2 separate regions of the Mus musculus genome follow, and region 2 is linked to region 1. The links are chromatin contacts, called in public HiChIP or PLAC-seq maps. All regions are on one chromosome and are shown on one strand. The core of a region is the stretch at or near the end of the contact, and the rest is flanking DNA. Distances in the headings are between cores, read along the strand shown.

The links. HiChIP or PLAC-seq counts read pairs in DNA pulled down with a chosen protein or histone mark.
Region 2: a contact with region 1 is called in an H3K27ac HiChIP or PLAC-seq map of epiblast stem cells, with 5 times the contacts expected there. The contact joins the promoter of Zfp39 here to the promoter of Sh3bp5l in region 1. A contact is called at or near these places in 7 of 39 promoter capture datasets (the C10 cell line, cranial neural crest, embryonic stem cells and 3 more), 4 of 484 Hi-C or Micro-C datasets (cortical neurons, embryonic stem cells, pre-B cells and 1 more), 11 of 115 datasets of contacts at active chromatin or transcription factors (acute myeloid leukemia, astrocytes, cardiomyocytes and 6 more) and 2 of 9 other capture datasets (liver and macrophages).

The regions. Positions count from the first base shown.
Region 1 is chr11:58,329,170-58,332,580 of GRCm38.p6, reverse strand. It overlaps Sh3bp5l (SH3 binding domain protein 5 like), which reads right to left and starts at 1,874. Exons shown (of 7, transcript NM_024480.5): 1 at 1,789-1,874; 2 at 718-1,327. The coding sequence starts at 900. It also overlaps a transcript of Zfp672 not described here.
Region 2 is chr11:58,902,816-58,906,349 of GRCm38.p6, reverse strand. Zfp39 (zinc finger protein 39) reads left to right here and starts at 2,125. Exons shown (of 5, transcript NM_011758.2): 1 at 2,125-2,235; 2 at 3,443-3,534. The coding sequence starts at 2,233. Gm12257 (a long non-coding RNA gene) reads right to left here and starts at 2,004. Exons shown (of 4, transcript XR_879896.2): 1 at 1,835-2,004; 2 at 855-1,061; 3 at 1-443.

The DNA of each region.
Region 1 (3,411 bases), core at 625-3,124:
ATCCTGACATTCTTTTGGTAAGCCCACAATTCCAAGAGCCAGAAATATATATTAAAGGCCAATCACAACAGAGATAAATCCTTGCAATATAAAAAGTTTCCTGCTGATCATGGTGGCACACACCTAATTTAATCCCAGGAGCAGGGAGGCAGAAGCAGGCAGATCTCGGAGTTCTAGGCCACCCTAGTCTACAAATCAAGTTCCAGGACAGCCAGGGCTACACAAGAGAATCCTGTCTCAAAGAGAGGGGGATGGGGAGGAGGGAAGGGAGTTGATTTCCTTACAGACTCAAACCTTACCGTGCCTTTCAAATACCTGAAAGGTCTCACAACTCAAAATGATTCTGAGAGACATATCTAAGAAGGTAAAAGGTGGGGGGGGGGGGGGGGAGATTTCCTCAGCCTCCAAACTGCCTCCCAGTCTCAGCCATCTCCTCTTGCCTCCAGGATATGTAAGATACCTGAGCTAGCAATCTTTTTGCTTATTCAGAAAGAAGAACAATGAGTGGTTCTATGCCCCAAGCACTCAGGCAGGGTCCCTGCTCTCCATCAGCACTTGTCACACTTGTCACACTGAACCGCCACGTTTTATGTACATGTCTGCTTCCCTTTCCCACCCCAGCCCACTGTGAGAGAGGAGTCTAAGGCCTCATTGATCCCACAGCTCTTCAGCAAGTCTGGCCTCTGGACTTCTGACCTCCTCCATCAGCCTTCTCACCTGTATCCTAGGATCCAGTTCCTCCTCCTCTCTAGGGGACAATTTGGTCTCACTGCTGTTGCTTCCACTTCCTCCAGGCTCCTCTGCGACCGGGCTCCTAGGGCCCTCATCCTCTACCACCTCTGACCGAAGTTCCCCCTGCGGAGTCTCCCGGCCCCCTGCAGCCTTTTTGAGATCAGCCATGCTGGCTGGAAGAGGGCAAAGCCCTATGCACAAGAGAGGGCTGGCATGCTGGGAGCAGGGCCCCAGTTTGAGGCTTCCTGGACTTTGGATGGAACAGAATAGGGCTTTCTCTTCTCAAAGGCCGAAGAGAAGCAGCACAGATGGGCCTCGCGTTCAGTTAGAGGCTGAGCTTCGAACTGCTGAGGAGGTCCTTATAACTAAAGCTTCGTCTGTGCAAAAGTTCTTCACACCTCACCACGGGGAGCCCACCAAGAGACCCCAGCGGCAACAGCTCCAACTCAAGGAGCAAAGGGGGCCTGGATCCTGGGCCGACGCCTGGGAAGAGGAGCACCATTCGGGAGGGTGGAGGCAAGCGCCTCCAGGCTGTGGTGGCAGATGGAGAGAAAGCTAAGTCCAAGCAGAGGGTGGGAGATGCGCCTCTGGGGAGCTGCAGGAGACACAAAGGTCAAGTTACATAGGATGTCAGCATCAGAACCTTGGCCAGCAGCCTCCTCCGCGTCCTGGGTCTCCCCAAGATACCACTGGTTTCCCAACACACACTCCCGAGATCCGACCAGTCCCCCACCTCAACTTCTTTCCTCCGGCCTCAAGGACTTTAGGTCCGACTCTGCTCGCGTCCCTGTTCCCTCCACAGTCCCTCCCCTTCCAAACTTCCCTCTGAGCCCCACCCTCTCTCCTCCACACCCTTTTTCTACCAAGCCCGTCCCCCTCGGTCCGGCTTTGCAATTCACCTTCTATCCCCCAACCTTGCCTCTCCAGCCCTGGGGGCCATCTGAGCCTCCAGGCTCCAAGCGCATACTCTTCCGCGGACCCAGCGTCTGAGTCCCAGCCATCCCATGTAACCAGGCGAAAAAAAAAATGCCCCTTCCCGGCTTTACCTCAGTTTACCTTGCTTTACGGGGAGCGTCTACGGAGCAAACAATCTTCCCCCTCCCTCCGCAACAAGACCGTCCAACCAAAAACGCCCTGGCAGAGAGGAAACGGAAATACGCCATCGCGTAAAAACGCTATTTTTTTTTTTCCTCTCTGACAAGTATTGCCCGATGTAAGCTCACGCTCGGCGTGCTAAACGTTCAGGGTCCGTACAAGATGGCGCTACTCTACATCCGACGTCGCCTTTCCTAGCTCCCAGTTCACCCGCCAACCAAGCCTAAATAAAATGAATGCATGAGTAAGAGTTGCTGAGGAAAACTACAGCAGGTGATGAAAATCGATAGTCCCTCCCAATTCGAGAAATGCTAGCAATAGTGTCGTACGCGGGAGCGGCCATCGTTGCTTTAGGAACAGAGGCGGGGCTAAGGACTGTCACTGCCTGGCGCGACCGGAGGTGATGCAACTTCCGGTTTCGGCTAGCTCCTATCTGGGTATTGCTAACAAAAACGAAGTCGTTTTTCAAAAGTGATTTTTTTTTTCCTTTTCTTTTCTTTTTTCTCGGTTCAGTGAATCCGGCGGACTCTAGGTCGAGACAGGTGGGTGAACCTCTCCCGACACCTGCAGCGGGCGCCATCTCTCCCGCTAAGTAGCCGGCCTCACGGGACGCCGGCTACCGCGTGAATGCAGAGGATCTCACTGTTAGCTCACTTTCCTAGAGTGGGAGGAGGAGGCTCGAACTTAGCCCAGTGAGCTCCCTGCTTCGTTCATGGGTGGTCTGGATACCAGTGCTATGTGTGGCTTGCAAGACGGACCGAAGCCATGGATGGGATGCAGGATGGATGCTTGCGTGGTACAAATGTCTGACGGCCTCGGGGCCCCAGGCTTTTTTTCTGGAGATGAAACACGTATCCGGGCCCAATTCTCTTCCCATTGGGTTCTGTTGAACATAGCCCGTGTTTAGTAAATCGGTAAAGAGTCTGTTTAGTCAAGAGCTGCCTTCCTATCTGTGAAGGAGTCTTTAGGTGTTTCTAGAGGCATGAGAATGGAGGAGGACGGGGTTCCACAGTCTGAAGTGAAAGGAATTCCAGAGCTGGTCCCTGTTAGGGTCCAGGAGTCGCCCCACAAACCACAGGAATATCAATCTCAGTCAGACAGGGATAGTGTATTGAATGCACACCCCACGGTCGGTAGACATAGCTTAGACTCTGGAACTGAATGCTACTATCATGAACTTCGTTTCAGGGTCAGTTTATATAGGCAGAAACCCATAATGAACTCACAAGCAATTGCGGGGAGGGCTTGTAGGGTTATTGGCCTTTTTCCAAGTTGTGTGTGTGTGTGTTTAAATAATTTAGACATAACAGTTCAAGTTGACTTCTATCTTGCTTAGCTCTGAGTGAAGTCTGCAATTGGGGAGTTTGCAAGAAGAACAGTCCTCAAAACATGGTAACAAACCTCTGAACATACCGGGATATATGGTCAACATGACCACGGTCTGAGCCAGACTATTCTCTGGGTCAGCAGTCAGTCTAATTTCAGTGGCAGCAGTATGAGATGGCACTCATACTGGCAGGCGAGAAGCAAAATGGCTACAGCTATGCCAGGGAGGCAGTGCCAGGGGAACAGGCTTCAACTGTC
Region 2 (3,534 bases), core at 876-3,375, 570 kb before region 1:
GAAGGAGCTGAGTTGGGGAACCGGAAGAACAGAGAGAAGGCTTGGAGTGGAGGCGAGAGAAATCTTGGACAGAGAGAATCTCTCTCTCTATTTCCTTGATTGCTCACAGCAGTTGTGGATATCGAATAATATCGGCATCTGGGGTGCTATCAGGTGACCATTTTGATAGATTATAGATAGGGTATCGAGGTCAAGTTTTACTGCAAAGGTGCACAAGTTTAGGGCTTTTCAGTTCGGGTGCTGAGGGGGAATGAGAGGGTACGAACGATACTGCTCCCATGGATAAGAGAGGGGGTAGGAAGGAAAAATGTCACCGTAGTCTGTAGTCACAAGCATCCCCAGGATTCAGGGAGGACCAGAGGAAGACACAAGCCAGGAGGACCAAGTCGTTAAGTGGGTTGTCAGCACATCCAACAGGGGCCAGGGGCTTAGCCTGGCGAAACCTGAGGAGAGACTTAGTACCAGGGCTGTTGTAGCAGCCCAAAGGTGAGGATGAGAACTAAACTCTAGAGGGAGGGGAGGGGAGTTGTCTCATCCACAGGGAAGAATCAGAAGCAGGGTCACAAAAGCTACGAGGCCCTAGAGGGGCTGTGTATTTATGATCAGCTCTGAAGGAAAGGTAGGGAAAGAAGACAGGAAGGGGCCCAATAGCTCCTGTGGGCCTAAACACTGCAAGATTGTAGCTCTCAGGAGGAGGGGGCAGGTGAAGAGAGCCAGCCGTAGCCTCAAAGACCGTGGCTGGGGGTGTGGGGGGGTACCTCTGCCTCCAAGAGTACCAGAGGGGCGCCAAATAACTCAATAGCCACTTCCGCAGACTCAGGGAAGTGTTTGAACTGACCGAATGGGAAATTTACCTAATGCCGCTGGTGGATGGGGCCTGGGGGGCTGAGAGGGGAGGCGCTGAGCTATCCGTGAGTCAGAACGCCAGTCTGCTGCAGATGGACTGGAGGTGAAGGATGGGTCCCAATATGGCTCAGACCCCAAGGGGGTGCACAGACAGGAGGAGGAGCCTCTTCAGGTCAGGACACCATAAATGTTACAGTTCCGAGGGGAAAAGTGTCCTGGCAGATGGGAGCCAAAGAACAGCACAAAGTCACACCACACAACAAACCTCACAACAAGAGATTTATTCGGACAAAACACAAGTAGGTAGCTGCCTCTGCTCTGGAAAGAAGTAGCAAGGAGCAACGGAGCTGGAGGTGGACTTTTTAAGGGGTTTCTTGGGGAAGGGGGCGGGCACAGAGCTTTCCAGGATGAGGATTGGTGGGATTTGAAGTCCGGATCTTGGGGCAAGCTCAGGGGTTGGTGAGATTTGAAGTTCTGAGCTTAAGGGTTTTTTTTTTTTTTCTTATGGGGCGGAGCTTAACCTGCAGTTTTGGCCTATAGAACGTTTTGTAGGTGGAGCCTAGTGGTTGGAGGGCCTCAGGGGCAGGGCCTGGCCACTGGGTGCTCTTTGAGGGGCTTATATTTCCTATTAATACAGTCAGATTAATTTTTCAATGTGAATTCCAGGAAAATTTAAATGACAATGTGTGTCACATTTTATTTGTACTTGACATTCTCGTTAACAGATAGTTTCTATTTGATTTCTGTCAGCTTCTCTATTCAAAAGTTCTGGGGCCAAAGATCAAAGACAAAACACACACACACACACACACACACACACACACACATACATACACAAGAAAACGTTATTTGAAATTTAAAAATAATTGTCATCGTTTTCTTTACATTTGTGAATAATATATTCCTATGTACAGTTCATAATTCACATGACATAATTCACATAATGAACTAAATGCTAATCTCGTCATCCACCTGGAGTGAGCTTTACCTTCGGACAAGGGGAGCATAGCGGTCAACTCATGTAATCTCAGCGCTTTGGAGCCCAGGCAGAGGGACTGCCATGAGTTCGAGGCCAGCGTGGGTTTGTCTTGAAAAACAAAATACAAAACAAAACTGAAAATATTTCGCAGCAGCCACTTTTTGGGGTAGTCTGCCTTTCTCAAGTCATCGATTGGTGCTATCTGTGGCCAATCAAGGCACGATGATGGGGCGGGGACTGAGGGGCGGTCCAATCAGGAGCGCAGCCCGGGCACAGGGGCGGGCCTTGGCGGGTTCGCTAGTTCGCGGGGGCTTTGTCTCGCGCCATCTTTACATTTGATCGGTCAGTTGAGCTGGGGTGTCCGGGTGCCTCAGGCCAGTCAGCTGCCGGAGGCGGACGGGGGCGCCATGGTGAGTGCTGCCCGCAGGAACCGGCAGGGTTCCGGTTTCCTCCGCTTTGCCCTGTGCAGGCGGTTCGGCTCTGCGAGGCCTATGCAGGGCTGAGCCCACAGGCTGTCTCCCTAGGTCTTGACGTGGCTGAGCCGCCACACTCCCTGACTCTGCAGGGACACTTGTCCTCAGCCGCACTCTTCTCTTGGTCCAGACTCCGGTGCCACAGCTGCTGTGTCCGGTGTCTCACTGTCAAGCAGTGACAGCCCTGGATGCTGGAGCAGCCTGAGGTGTGGCGTGAGCCTGGGCTGGGGCATCTCCTGGCCTCCGCATTATCAGCAAGGCTCTTACTGTACTGGCTTGTGTGGAGAGTGTAGTGAGAGAGCACGTGCAGCGTCTCTCTCTTCCACACTGGATTCACGTCCTTTGCCGTAATGATGTATCTGCTCCCTATGGCTCTGGAGACACCTATTTGTGAAGTGTATGTACTTGGTAACCAACTGTCAGCTCGATGGGATTGACTGCTGCCTACATTAAAAACACACTCTTGGCTGTGTGAGGGCCGTTCCAAAGGTGACATTCCAATGACTCTGGCCTCATGAGTAGATTAACCCCTGCATTACTGGTGGGGCAGAGTTGTAGGAAGTTAGTCCTAAGTGTGGCTGTGGGTATCAAAAGAATCTGTGCCCTTCTTTACAATGGGGCACAGAAAAATTTCAAACTCCATTTAAAATCCCCATTTCCCCTAACATCGTAAAATCTCAAATAGAACTCAAAACAGTTAGTAGAACAAGTCAGAATTCCTGCCTCTTTGACTGGTCTGTAGCTATAATTTACATTATATACCACGGAATCTATAAGTTTCAAGTTGATACTCTTGGAAGTGTCTTTCTAATACTATGTCATGTGGAAGGAAGAAACTTAAGTTTTTATAAATACTGTAAATGGTATAGCAAAGCTTGTGTCAGTACTTGGTGTGTTGTGATATTGTCTAACAATTGTTTTGAAGCATTTTCCAGCATTTACTTTTATGACAGCAGAAAGTTTGAATTGTGTACTGGGGGCACTGCATTTGCCAAGAGCACAAGATGACAGTGACTCCTTTGCTGGAGACGAGAGTGGGGTGTTGTTCCTTTGAATTTTGCTTTAGTTCATGTGTGGTTGCAGTGTGTCCGGCACAGAGGTGGCTCTAAGTCACTCACATGGCATCTCCAACATTGCTTTATAGAGGAACTTGCAGCCTGACAGTGTGGAGAACTCCTTGAGTCAACTCCCCAGTCGATGTCTTGAAACTAGAAAGCGTAAGAGAAGCTACAAGAA